Linked DNA regions of Sus scrofa: all the other regions are linked to region 2. Evidence: chromatin contacts called from public HiChIP or PLAC-seq data. All regions are on one chromosome and are shown on one strand. Each heading gives the region's core, a stretch centred on a gene start, on an enhancer-like site or on the middle of the called end of the contact. The rest is flanking DNA. Distances are from core to core; before and after follow the strand shown.

What was found. HiChIP or PLAC-seq counts read pairs in DNA pulled down with a chosen protein or histone mark.
Region 1: a contact with region 2 is called in an H3K27ac HiChIP or PLAC-seq map of alveolar macrophages. The contact joins two enhancer-like sites. A contact is called at or near these places in 2 of 2 datasets of contacts at active chromatin or transcription factors (alveolar macrophages and skeletal muscle).
Region 3: a contact with region 2 is called in an H3K27ac HiChIP or PLAC-seq map of alveolar macrophages. The contact joins two enhancer-like sites. A contact is called at or near these places in 2 of 2 datasets of contacts at active chromatin or transcription factors (alveolar macrophages and skeletal muscle).
Region 4: an H3K27ac HiChIP or PLAC-seq map of alveolar macrophages shows a contact between it and region 2. The contact joins two enhancer-like sites. A contact is called at or near these places in 1 of 47 Hi-C or Micro-C datasets (fibroblasts) and 1 of 2 datasets of contacts at active chromatin or transcription factors (alveolar macrophages).

What each region holds. Positions count from the first base shown.
Region 1 is chr16:46,299,872-46,303,058 of Sscrofa11.1, forward strand. No RefSeq gene overlaps it. Among named protein-coding and RNA genes, the nearest start is that of PIK3R1, 130 kb to the right of the region's middle. Within about 2 kb of position 1,285, at least 11 of the 83 cell types and tissues checked have an H3K27ac peak or open chromatin away from gene starts, as enhancers often do. A contact at or near this core is called in alveolar macrophages, where this site is marked.
Region 2 is chr16:45,671,507-45,674,816 of Sscrofa11.1, forward strand. No RefSeq gene overlaps it. Among named protein-coding and RNA genes, the nearest start is that of CD180, 85 kb to the left of the region's middle. Within about 2 kb of position 1,270, at least 9 of the 83 cell types and tissues checked have an H3K27ac peak or open chromatin away from gene starts, as enhancers often do. A contact at or near this core is called in alveolar macrophages, where this site is marked.
Region 3 is chr16:46,280,678-46,283,894 of Sscrofa11.1, forward strand. No RefSeq gene overlaps it. Among named protein-coding and RNA genes, the nearest start is that of PIK3R1, 150 kb to the right of the region's middle. Within about 2 kb of position 1,799, at least 1 of the 83 cell types and tissues checked has an H3K27ac peak or open chromatin away from gene starts, as enhancers often do. A contact at or near this core is called in alveolar macrophages, where this site is marked.
Region 4 is chr16:46,328,162-46,331,182 of Sscrofa11.1, forward strand. No RefSeq gene overlaps it. Among named protein-coding and RNA genes, the nearest start is that of PIK3R1, 110 kb to the right of the region's middle. Within about 2 kb of position 1,295, at least 2 of the 83 cell types and tissues checked have an H3K27ac peak or open chromatin away from gene starts, as enhancers often do. A contact at or near this core is called in alveolar macrophages, where this site is marked.

The DNA.
Region 1 (3,187 bases), core at 35-2,534, 630 kb after region 2:
GCTCAGGCCCAATGGTCGGGACTCAGCTATCCTAAACTAGAGGTCAGAGAGAGGAAGCATTTAAAATGGAAAAGAATCATCTGATCATATGCCACACACCTCCCTCCTCCCCTTCTCGTGATGGTCACTACCACACACAAAATGAATTCAGGGTCAGAAAAGAAAAGTTATCTGTGGAAACAGACAGTCATTTCCATCTTTTCTTCTTCATGGTAGGAACACCCCATAGTTACAAGCAAGGGTTCAGGGTGCCAGAGATCACTGACCTATTCAGATAGACACACTTCTTTGTGTTCACAAATATTCGTGCATTTTGGTATAAGCAAGAGACGCTTCGGAGATGCGTCATTTCTGGGAGTGAGACTGACCCCTTCTGGAACTGACGATTTGGATGACAGAGAGCTGCTGAATAATCACATGATCTAAGGCAGGAGAACTGTTTTGACCACTATCAAGAGAAGTGACGTTGAAATCAAATTTTTTTTCCAGAAGGAAATAGAGACTATGGGTGTTGCCATGGTGGCTCTGCAGTTAACAAACCCAACTAGTATCTCTGAGGACTCAGGTTCGATCCCTGGCCTTGCTCAATGGGTTAAGGATCCAGCATTGCCATTAGCTGTGGAATAGGTCAGAGATGTGGCTCATATCCAGAGTTGTTGGGGCTGTGGTGTAGGCCAGCAGCTGTAGCTCCGACTGGACCCCTAGCCTGGGAACCTCCATGTGCCACAGATGCAGACCTAAAAAGACAAGGAAAGAAAGAAAGAAAGAAAGAAAGAAAGAAAAAAGAAAGAAAGAAAGAAAGAAAGAAAGAAAGAAAGAGAGAGAGAGAGAGAGAGAGAGAGAGAGAGAGAGAGAGAGAGAGAGAAAGAAAGAAAGAAAGAAAGAAAGAAAGAAAGAAAGAAAGAAAGAAAGAAAGAAAGAAAGAAAGAAAGAAAGGGAAAGAAAGAAGGCAGGTAGGCAGGCAGGCAGGCCGGCAGGCTACCTGACTCTATCTGTCATCTGAACAATGTTCTATCACATGATGACCCCACCACTCCGGGAATGAGGCTTTCCTTTATGGGAAATAGAGACCTGGGGTCAACAGCCCCGTGGTTAGGGAAGCAAGAAGCTGGGTGAGTGCCATGGGAAACGTACACGGGTTCCCCCACAGATTTCCCCTGTGAACAAAAGCAGAAATCCACCAAAAGGACAAGGAAGTTAGATTCACGTCCCTAAAGGGGAAGATGAAGCATGAGCTGTGCCTGTGTGAGCAGGGTGACGCCACACAAGTGGAAAGAAAGGTCAGATGCTGGGGAGGCCAGAGTCAAGGGCAGCATGAGGTCACGGGATTAGAATGCCAGGGCTTGAATCCTGGCTTCAGCATTTACAAGCTGTAGGACTTCAAGCAAATTAACTGAATTATCTGTGCTTTGTTTTCCTCATCTGTAAAATGGGAATGAAAATGATTATCTCATAGGGTTGATGTGTGGATTAAATTGGTTAATACATGTAAAGTGCTTAGAACAATGTCTAACACATAGTAACCCTGTATACACGTTAGCTATGATTATCAGTGCTTGCTATTCTTACTATGCTGAAATGTTTTGCCATATATAAAGCAATATACAGTTGTAAGGCATGGTGTTGGATTGACCAGTGTGTTAGACTACTAGGGCTATCATGACAAAGTACTGCAGGCTGGGTGGCTTAAATGTCAGAAATTCATTTTCTCATAGTTCTAGAAGCTGGCAGTCTTAGACTAAAGCACCGGCAAGGTTGATACTGCCAAGGCTCCTTTCCTTGGCTTGTAGATGGCTGTCTTCTCCCTTTGTCTTCACACGGCCTTGCTTCTATGTCTATGTCCTCATCTTCTCTTCTTCTGAGGATACCAAACGTATTGGATTGAGCCCACCCTAATGACCTCATTTAGCTTTAATCACTACTTGATGATCCTGTCTCCAAATACAGTCACATTCTGAGGTTCTAGGGGTGGGGTGGGGTTAGGATGTCAATATATGAATTTGGAAAGTGGCAAGAGAGACTGACACACAATTCAGTTGGTAATAACCAGCTGTCAGTTTGGTTAAGCTGGAACTGTGTTCTAGAGTTGGCCCAAAGAGGTACTTGTGCAGAAAAAAAGTGCAAGTCTGTTACTCTCTGGATGTCATAGAAGAAGTGCCAGATAGATGTGGAGATACCAGAAGATAGATGTGGAGATGCCAGAAGATCCAGGTTCTCCTGGCTCCCCTCTGCTCCCCAGCCCTTCTTCCAGATTGTTGACCCTACTGACTAACAGTGGCTCGGAACCATCTCTAGACAAAAGGCTGAGGACTCAGACTTTTCCCATACCCCTCATGATCCCACTTCAGTGGCTGGACAGGGTTGGCTTCTAGTTTGACTAGCTGGTGAATCCTCGGGTCTTCCACTCCCCTCGCCTCTCAGAATTGTGTAAAATCTCTACAAAGTAAATGTCTTATCCTATTTGACTCATAGTGACCCTGCTTGTGTGATTGAACCCTGACCTATACAGGAATAATAATACTAATAGCAACAATGATAATAACAAAATCTTTTGGAAATATTATCACTGAACCTGAAAAGAGACTCTGACTCACTCCATAGCATGCATTTGAAGTTCTTCTAATTATCTCAAGGCTGAGCTCACTCCAAAGTCCTCTGAATTAGTCTTCTTGCTTTCATCTCTCCTGGCTCCAATATGTCCCACAAAAGACTGCCAGAGAAGATTTCTTGAACCACAGTTATGTCATCAGGTGACAATCAAGGGAGGCCCCCAGAAGACAGCTGAGTAGAAGGCCTAGAGAACAACAGGTTGAGATTAAAACAAAAGGATGGAGGATTCCTAGAGGGATATCTCCAGGGAGGAAAAAAATAAGATGGATGCAAAGCATGGGAAATATTAAGAGGGCGGTTTATAGTACCATTGGGTCATTGACAAAAATGGTAATGGGAAATAGAAAATTAAGAATTTTTTAAAAGGAGTATTAATTCTAGGACATACAAAAAATCATGCAAGAAAAAATCTATACAAATGATACTACTGCGCTCAAAGGTGGAGAGTTTTTAGGCATCATAATGTAATCTAAGCACAGCTAATAGCAGGACGATGTATATCAGAGTAGGTTGTGAAGTCGGCATATGAAGAGAATGAGAAGGGGGATAACATGGCAGGGCAGGAACCACACCGGAG
Region 2 (3,310 bases), core at 20-2,519:
TGCAGTATGTATATATCTTTATGCTATGGGCATTTTTCTGGGGAAGCTCATTGCTTTGGTCATATTCCCTAAAGCAGTCTTTGGTTTTCCAAATGTTAAGAACTCCTGAACTGGATACCTAAACACCTTAATCTTTGAATATGCTGTTACACATCAGTGATTCTAAGGTTATTCTGGTATATTCTCTTGGGGGGGGAAGCTGTGATTCTCTAAATCTATTACGTTTTCATGGTAATGTGAGGACAGTTGGAGATACATGTTCTGGTCCATACTTGTTTCCTAGTCTCGGCTGGGCTTTTGGGGGAAAAATAATTAAGGAATGAATCTTAAGTCCGTCTAATCTCCCCAGTTCCTGATCTTGCCTGTTCATCCCACCCCCGAGGGTCACAGCCCCATTGTGAAGCCCAAGCAGGTTTTGGCTCAACATCTGTGCTGTGGGGTGCCTTTCACTCTCGCTCCAGCCCTCCACCCAGATATGCCCATTTGCCATCCCATTCCAGTCCCTAAACCACTGACTGTAACTGAAAAGCTAAATGGAGGAGTTCCCGTCGTGGCGCAGTGGTTAACGAATCTGACTAGGAACCATGAGGTTGCGGGTTCGGTCCCTGCCCTTGCTCAGTGGGTTAACAATCCGGCGTTGCCGTGAGCTGTGGTGTAGGTTGCAGACGCGGCTCGGATCCCGCGTTGCTGTGGCTCTGGCGTAGGCCGGATTCAACCCCTAGCCTGGGAACCTCCATATGCTGCAGGAGCGGCCCAAGAAATAGCAACAACAACAACAACAACAACAAAACAACAACAAAAAAGACAAAAGACAAAAAAAAAAAAAAAAAAGAAAAGCTAAATGGAGAGTGATCTTTGGCAGGTGAACCTTTTAATACCCTCAGGATACCCTTTCCCTCTGGTAAAGGAACATCTGCTGCTGAATTATTAAGTCTGCACACGCAGAAGGAGGTAGAGGTGGAGGAATGTGTTCTTTTCGAAGGGGAGAGTTCCTGGGGTAGAATTTCATACTGGGTGAACTTGTTGGCAACACCCACAGAAGTGGCACGTCAGACCATTCTGCCCACGAGCATTTTAGAAAACAAAATGAAATCAAATGACCCTCTGTTCGACATACACAAAATTCACTGTTTCAAAACACTTTCAACATAATTTTTGTTCCTTTAGATTTCTTGTTCCCAGGATTTGGCCCCGCCCAGCAGGGGATTACTGAATATTCTGAGAATTGTGTCTTCTGCCCTGAGTGTGACCTTCACAGTGTGATGCATGATGCAGGGATGGTCACAGACAGAGCACAGGCTTCTTAATAGGAGGAGGGCTGTGGGCGTGGGGAGGTAATTCTGTCTATATTACCAACTGCTCTCCATTAGATATCATTCACAACTTTACTTTGCCTCAAGTGTGGGAAAACTGTTTCCCCGAAGCAGCACCTGACCTTGTCCAATTCTAAGGCACAGGGTGAAGTGAGCTGAAAAAGAAGTTGCTAGGGCTGTTAAGGGTTAGCTTGCATCTGCTCTGGATAAGTTGGGAAAGCATGAGTGAGAATTTTCTGTGTCTTTTTTTTGTTTGTTTGTTTGTTTGTTTTTGGGGGCCACACCTGTGGCATATGGAAGTTCCCAGGCTAAGGGTCAATTCAGAGCTACAGCCACCGGCCTATGCCACAGCTACAGCCACACAGGATTTAAGCCGCATCTGTAACTCACACCACAGCTCATGGCAATGCCGGATCCTTGACCCATTGAGCGAGGCCAGGGATCGAACCTACAACCTCATGGTTACTAGTTGGATTTGTTTCTGCTGCGCCACAATGGGAACTCCCTTCCTGTATTTCTTATAGGCATTCTGATTTTGTATCCAGAGCATAAGAAATTCAGTCTAAGCTGTTTGGAATTCTGAAAACCATGGAGTTTCTCTTCTTTCTTAAAACAGAATTTCTTCTAAAACAGAATTTCTTCTTAATTCAAGACATAATAGATACACATTTTTTAAAAGGAAAATTATTTTCTAAAGACTAGTGGAATCGGTTTTGCATTTGTTATCCTTAGTGTTTTAGGTACATATCAACATGAATGTATGTGACCTCAGCTCACTAGGCAGGAGGCATTTCAGTGATTTTTGAAAGCTAGGGCGGTTCATCATTTCCCTTCCACTGAGTGATCCTCTTTTACCAGCTTTAGTATTTTCCCTAGAGTATTTGAAGGAAGAAAATGTATAGAAACTTTTCTATTCACATCGCATGTCATCAAAGCCCTGTTGTGGCATAGGTTTAACTCTTGAACAGGAGCCCTTTGATAGCTCAAAATGTGATGTTCAGCAGTTATTGCTTTTTGAGAACTCCAAGAACACACAGCATTGCAGTTTTTGAAACAATCATCTCTTTTCTTTGGTTTCTCATCTCACTTGGCTCCTACAGAGACATGAGACAGGCCCTGTTTCTGTTTAAGTAGAACAACTGACATTTATTGCCCAGCTGGAAGGAGAGAGGTGGGTTGACTGATTCCTTTTTTTTCCCCCAGCTAAAAATGTGATATGGGTTTGTTATATGTTTATTTAATCTTAATTCATGCTCCCCTATAAAAATCCTGGTGGGAGAAAGAAAGCAAAGCTTCAACATATGTGTTGAACTTGGAATAAGAAACTTTAATCCTTGGAAAAACAGTATTGTATCATTTGCAGATTGCAACTAATCACAGTATATTCAGACAGTGGCAGGAACATTTTAATATTCAATTCACACAATCATGCATTAAAGTGACCTTTTGAGTGCATATTTTCTCTAAATTTTCTTTAGGCCTATATTTATTTTATTTGACTGAAACCCTAGTGGCCTGTGAAGTGAACCAGATGTTTTCCATTTACAGAAGTTGCACCTGATAGAGCTTTAGCAGGTTTGCTGGTTACCAGCTGTTAGCCTGTATTCTCAGCATCGGTACGTATTTTAACTGCAGAGAACAAATAAAAAGCTCCATTTATTGGGCACTTATGTGTTGGGCCCCTGCTCCATGCTTTATGTTCATTAGTTGATTTACTACTTAGGTGATCTTATGGGGCAGGTCTTCTTGCTAGCACACTACTTTATTGAGGAAAAAACCGAAGATCAGAAAAGATAAATTTTCCAAAGTCACGGAGATAGAAGTTAGGAAGCAAAACTGGAATGTCCGACTATAAATCATTATCGCATTAAATGCCTTTGACCCAAATGTCAGTTGGGCCCCTCTTGCCACTTCAGGTATGAATAAACAAGAAACTCACCCCCAACCAAAAATGTGAAGAAAGTCCAATAGCATGTTGCAAGTTCCTGGAACTGTGT
Region 3 (3,217 bases), core at 549-3,048, 610 kb after region 2:
AACTTCACTATAAAGTCAGAAGACTTTATATCTTCAAATGTGTAACTATCAAGCTACCAGCTCCACAGTCCTTCAGAAGATCCCAGAGAACCTCAGGAACAAACTAGCATGGGGTGAATTCAGACTGAAGAGCAAGGACACTGGGTGATATGAGGGGAGTTCAACCAGTTAGTCAACCATCAGGTATTTATTACATACCTACTGTGAGTTACACATCATGCTAATAACAAAGCTAAAAAGACACACTAAATGATAAGTGAAGCCTTTCTTTTTTTTTTACTATCAATTCTGCTTCTATTTTTAACTTGTAGTGATCTATAGCTATATAGGCTTGGCACGGTGGCCCCAGGGTTTCCAATTTGTAGATTTGTTCCACTGTCAGTCACCCAAGTTTGCTCTGTTCTTTTATTTTTAAATTAAAGTATCATTGGTTAATGTTGTATTAGTTTCAAGTGTACAGCAAGGTGATTCAGATATGTATACGTTCTGTTCTGTGGCATCAAAATACAATAAGTTCTTCAAGATTAGACTTTGGACCAAAGAGAGAGAGCAGTGGATGCTGAAATGTGGAACAAATCCATGTTGAAAAATCAAGTTTACCAGGCGCTAGGATGTTTTCTTTTGTTTTTAGCAAAGGTGAGAGTCAAACCTAGAAGGGAGGAATTCCAAGGATGAGACCCTTACGTAGCCCTGACTCCATTCTGTTGCATTTCACGTATCCTTTGAATCTTTTTCACCACCACGTTATTATCCTGAGAAATAGTCCCCTTTAATTGTATAGTTAAGTTCAGACAAAACCCCTAACAAAGCTAAGACTGGCAGAAGCTACTAAATACTATTGAGAAAAAAAAAAAGATAATAAATAAATATAGCAGAAAAAACATGGCCTCTAAAGCTTGTCGAAAGTGTTTTCTGACTTCCTATCTTTGGGGTCCTGGAAAAGCCGCTTATGCTCTTTTAGCCTCTTTTCCTCTTTTGGAAAATGAGATTAATAATACCTATCTTTTAGGCTTATATTGGGGACTAAATAAGGTTTATTCCTTCAACAGATATTAGGATGTCAGACACTGATTTAGATAAAACGGTGACACACCCCCAAATCACACCTTTATGGAACTTAGGTTCTTGTTAAGGGAAGATAGACCATAAGCAAATCAGTAAGTTAAAGGCATGGACTATATACATTTTTTACAAGGGAATAACCTATGGGTAGCTATGTCTAAAAAGAAAAAATACATAAACCACCTGTTCTCTATACCTATTGCTCAAGAATGTATTTTTAGAGGAAGTTGGCTTCTTTGCCTGAGAACAGCATTTCAAGGGGGGAATTTAGCTATCCAGAGGAAAAGGCCAAATTCCATTTTATAACCAAGACATTCGGAGAATGAGGAACAAGGCTTCTATGCGTAATAATGTAAAAGGCCGGTCTGGGACAGTAAGTCTGATTGAGAGAAACTTGACCTAAGGTAGGTAAGCACAGAGTTGAAGGCACTGGGCCAGCCCCTGACCAGAGGTCTCACAAGGCAGCAGCCAACCACTCGTCCCTGTGAAGAAGTTGAGCTCCTGGTTTTCAGGAGTAGGGTATCTGGTATACGGTCTAAAATTGCCATCTTGGCCTTGTAATTGCTTTATATTCTGCCCAAGCCATTTATAAAATTGTATCTTACACTGAAACTAGGAGGTAGTTGTGCTTTCTGGGTAAAGAGAAAGGCCATAGTTCACTCCTGGAATGCCCCAGGATGGAGAGAGAACAGCAGGGTTGATGAGGGAAGGACAGAAGTGTGGAGAGAAATGACTGGAGGAGAAGTCCAGGGTGAGGTCAGCTCAGAGAACTTGTAGGCGCATTTTCTGGCAAGACTTAGGATGATTAAGAAAGAAGAAACTCATGAAAGCAAGCTCCTGTGGAATGGAGCTCATCATTGAGCATTCACGGCAAGCTTCAGGGGCAGGAGAATTGGGGACTTTTTTGAGTATCTATGGAACATTCTGGTCATAGAGTAGATATTCCATAAATGCTCATTCCCTTCTTCATCCTCTTTATTTCCATAATAAAATGATAGGGAAGAAAATCAAAGTTATGAGAAACTGTTCACCCACCCAGGAATATTTTGTTGAGGTACCAGAATTAATTTGCCTATGGGGCAATATTGATACAGGATGCTTACAATAACTTTTCAAGGCTCTTTGCCACAGACAAATCATATATATACATATATATAGTTTATTCTCTACATGGGATAAAGCATATCAACTACATTTTTAAATTGTATAGTATAATACAAGCTAAATCTATATTAAAATGTTAAAAATGATTAACTTCTAGTTGACTATAGTTGGTTTTTTGTTTTCTTATTTAATCTGTTTTCTAAATATTCTTCAATGAACATATTTCTTTTTTATTAAGGTATAATTGATTTACAGTGTTGTGCCAATTTCTGCTGTATACCATAGTGATCCAGTCATACATATGTGTGTGTGTGTGTGTGTGTGTGTGTGTGTGTGTACACACATTCTTTTTCTCATACTATCTTTCATCATGTTCTATCCCAAGAGATAGGATATAGTTCCCTGTGCTGTACAGCAGGACCTCATTTCTTTTTTTTTTTAATTACTCAAATGAATTTATCACATCTGTAGTTGTATAATGATCATAACAATCTGATTTCACAGGATTTCCATCCCACAACCCAAGCACATCCCTCCACCCCCCAAACTGTCTCCTCTGGAGACCATAAGTTTTTCAATGTCTGTCAGTCAGCATCTGTTCTGTAAAGAAGTTCAGTCTGTCCTTTTTTCAGATTCCACATAGGACCTCATTTCTTATCCATTCTAAATGTAATAGTTTGCATCTATTAACCCCCAATGGCCGGTCCATCCCACTCCTTCCCTTTCCCCCTTGGTAGCCACAAGTTTGTTCTCCATGACTGAATCTGTTTCTGTTCCTTACATAGGTGCGTTTGTGCCATATTTTATATTCCACATATAAGTAATATCATATGGTATTTGTCCTTCTCTTTCTGACTTAGGATGCATCTATATTGCTGCAAATGGCATTATTTCATTCTTTTTCTAATGGCTGAGTACTATTCCACTGTATCTACATAGCAAGTCTTCCTTTATGTTTTTTTAATTGTTATTTCCCCAATACAATTTTTTCCCCACTGTACAGCATGGTGACCCAGTTACACATACATGTACACATTCTATTTTTGTGCAT
Region 4 (3,021 bases), core at 45-2,544, 660 kb after region 2:
TTGATAGACAGATTTGTTCCATGTTTAATTCCAAGCATGCAGACTTGATCTACTCAAAAACTGTTTCTAATTTCTCACCATCTGAGTTTATTGAAAATATCCTCAGTGTGACTCAAAATGCCAAGTTCAAGAAGATGTGATCATAAAAAAAATGTTATTATAGCTCTTCCTGAATATCCCCCACTTTCTCCATCTCTGGTTCAATCCCGAGTGTAAAACGCATGCAGGTGGAAACCTACTCCCAGAGAGAGGACCTCGCCTACTCCTATCTCAAGAAAGTTGACATTTGGGGTGGTGTGGGTTTCTATTTATTGAATTCATTGATCCTCAGATTTTCCTCATGGTAAAGGCAAGGGCAGCAAATGTCATAAGAAAGTCACATTTTCCAGTGTTTTCTTGGTATGCCTCACACAGTAACCATCCTCATAAAATGAATTTCTCTCTCAGCTCCTCAGAGCGTTGTGCCCAGTGTATGAACTTCTGAGCAGTCACCTAAGAACAAAAAGCACCATGAGAGTGATTTTCTTTTCCAGTCTGTGTTTTCAAGGTCTAGCTGTGAACTCGTTCCAGTCTGTGTTTTCAAGGTCTAGCTATGAACTCGTTCCTCATTAGCTGAAACTATAGAGATCCACAGGCATTCTCATCCTCGCTTACAAAAGGCCAAATTTTCAGGATATATGTCCCATCCTTTTTTGTTTGTTTTTAAGGGCTTTTTAATGGGGGAGCTCTCTAGTGAAGCAGAGCATTTTGACCTTCAAATAGAATTAAAAATGGGGAAGTTACCATAAAGGCTCAGCAGAAACAAATCTGACTAGCATCCATGAGGATGCAGGTTCGATCCCTGGCCTCGCTCAGTGGGTTGAGGATCCGGCTTTGCTGTGGCTGTTGTGTAGGCCAGCAGCCACAGCTCTGATTTGACCCCTAGCCTAGGAACCTCCATATGCTGTGGGTGTGGCCCCTAAAAATACAAAAAGAAAAAGAGAGATGAATGAATAAAAAGAATTGAAAACTCTGGAGAAAAAAAAATTCTTCCAACTTTTTGCTGAGAAGAGCCTAAAGAAGCTGCTGGAGAAGTTTACACAGAGTAGAAGATTTTAGCAAATACTGAAAGTAATTTGCTGTATGTGAACCTTAATTAAAAAAAATAGCCTAATATTTAGACAGCTTCTTCCACACAGAGATCTCCAAACATGAGCTCCCTGGTTCATCCAGCAGCCTTGGGGTCACTGACTCATCCCTTTCCTATGGGCAGAAGTTCTCGCCAACTCACATTCAGGGGGCTCCCTCCTCCACATCCCTAAACACAGTCCTTCTCTGTTTCCACTCTTGTTGAGATTCATTTCTGACTTCTCCTTTTTCCTCTCAGCAGTGCACAGAAATGGCCAACAGGTCCTGAGTTCATTCTGGCAGAACAGGCTTCAGTCAGCTGTTTTACAAGTGCTCCTAGAGACTGGATTCAACCCCTTCAGAGAGGAGTCCCCATAAGCTCCATTCAAGGTTATTTCTCCTAACTTACCAATCTAAATCCCTAGAGTTGGCCTTGTGTCCTACTTTTATATTTTCCATTTCATGAGATGAAGAATGGCTGGTCCCCCACTTCCTATGATCCCCTTGTATAAACTAGCCAATAGAAATTGGTTTATGTTTTTATTTTATCTCGCCAAGCAAAAGAATGTGGGTTTCTTTAATCTCTTTTCATTTGCTTTTTCTACCATCTTTTTTTCATTTTCTACCATCTTCATCAGTCTTTGCTTTCCTGCCTCCACTGGGGAGTTGCTAACCTAACATAGTCCTCTCTGTAGGGTCTAACCATTACTAGTTTGTTGGGAGATGTCCTTCTGGCTGCTTCATTGGTTTATGCTCCAGCCCTGAACTGACCTTTTGAAAACCAGTTTTGGTTTTCTGACTCATATTTTGATACCCAATTCCTTAAACATATGTAAAACCAATACTGCCTTTGTGCAGTCACTTTTTCTTCTTGCTCTGCAGCCACTCTCAGATGCCAGCATTCATTTGGCTTCCTCCAAACAGTTTGGCAAACAGGTTTTGAGCTCTGATGCCACTTTTCCCTGTGGCTCATCCCTAGTTTGAGGATATAACTCTGGCTATGGAGAAACTCTACCCAGGAAGTCCCCATAATTATCTAGCTTTTCTCTGTGTCTTCAGCATCCTTAACCACCAATACTGCCTGCTTTCCCACACTGCTCAGGGGAATTTAGAGAAATATATAGAGCTATATAATCAAGATCAGGTTCTCAAATCTTAGGTATAGACATTTATTTAAGGTAAAAAAAATTAATACGGTGAACATGTGAATGTCACTTATTTAATCGAAGAGTTCCCACTGTGGTAAAAGGGGATTGGCTCTGTCTGCAGCACCAGGATGCGGATTCAATCCCCCATCTGGCACAGAAGGTTAAGGATTTGGCATTGCCAAAGCTGCAGCACAGTTTGCAATTGTGGCTCAAATCTGATCCCTGGCCTGGAAATTCCATATGCTGTGGGGTGACCAAAAAATTTTTTAAAAATTAAAAAAAAATAATTTAAATGTTACTTAAATATCTATAAGCATTAATACAGGCACAAACTCCTTATATCTATAGCTGTTATACCAGTATCCAGCCAAAATAAAATTAAAAATTGTATATAAACCAAAAATGTGCAAAATTCAAATAAAGTCATTGAATGCAGACAATGAAGTTGTGTTGGAATGAAATCCTCTCACTCAATGTGAAAAGAGCACTATCTGCAATGGCAAAGATTCTTTTGAGTTTTTCATATCTATAGTGTTGTTTGTGATGTGATGATTCCATTTTAGTAGCATATTTTCCCATCAAAATTTCTGTAAAGCCTTTGACCTTGTCATGTCTTTGGAACTTCATTTGACTGGAACACATTATTTAGGGGTTAAATTTCTCTCTCTTCCTCTCTATTAGACCTCTAGGTTACTCTGCTGCAGTTTTCATTTCCATAGTGTCCCATCATATTATCAGTGCATTAAATCATTTACAAAATTATTAC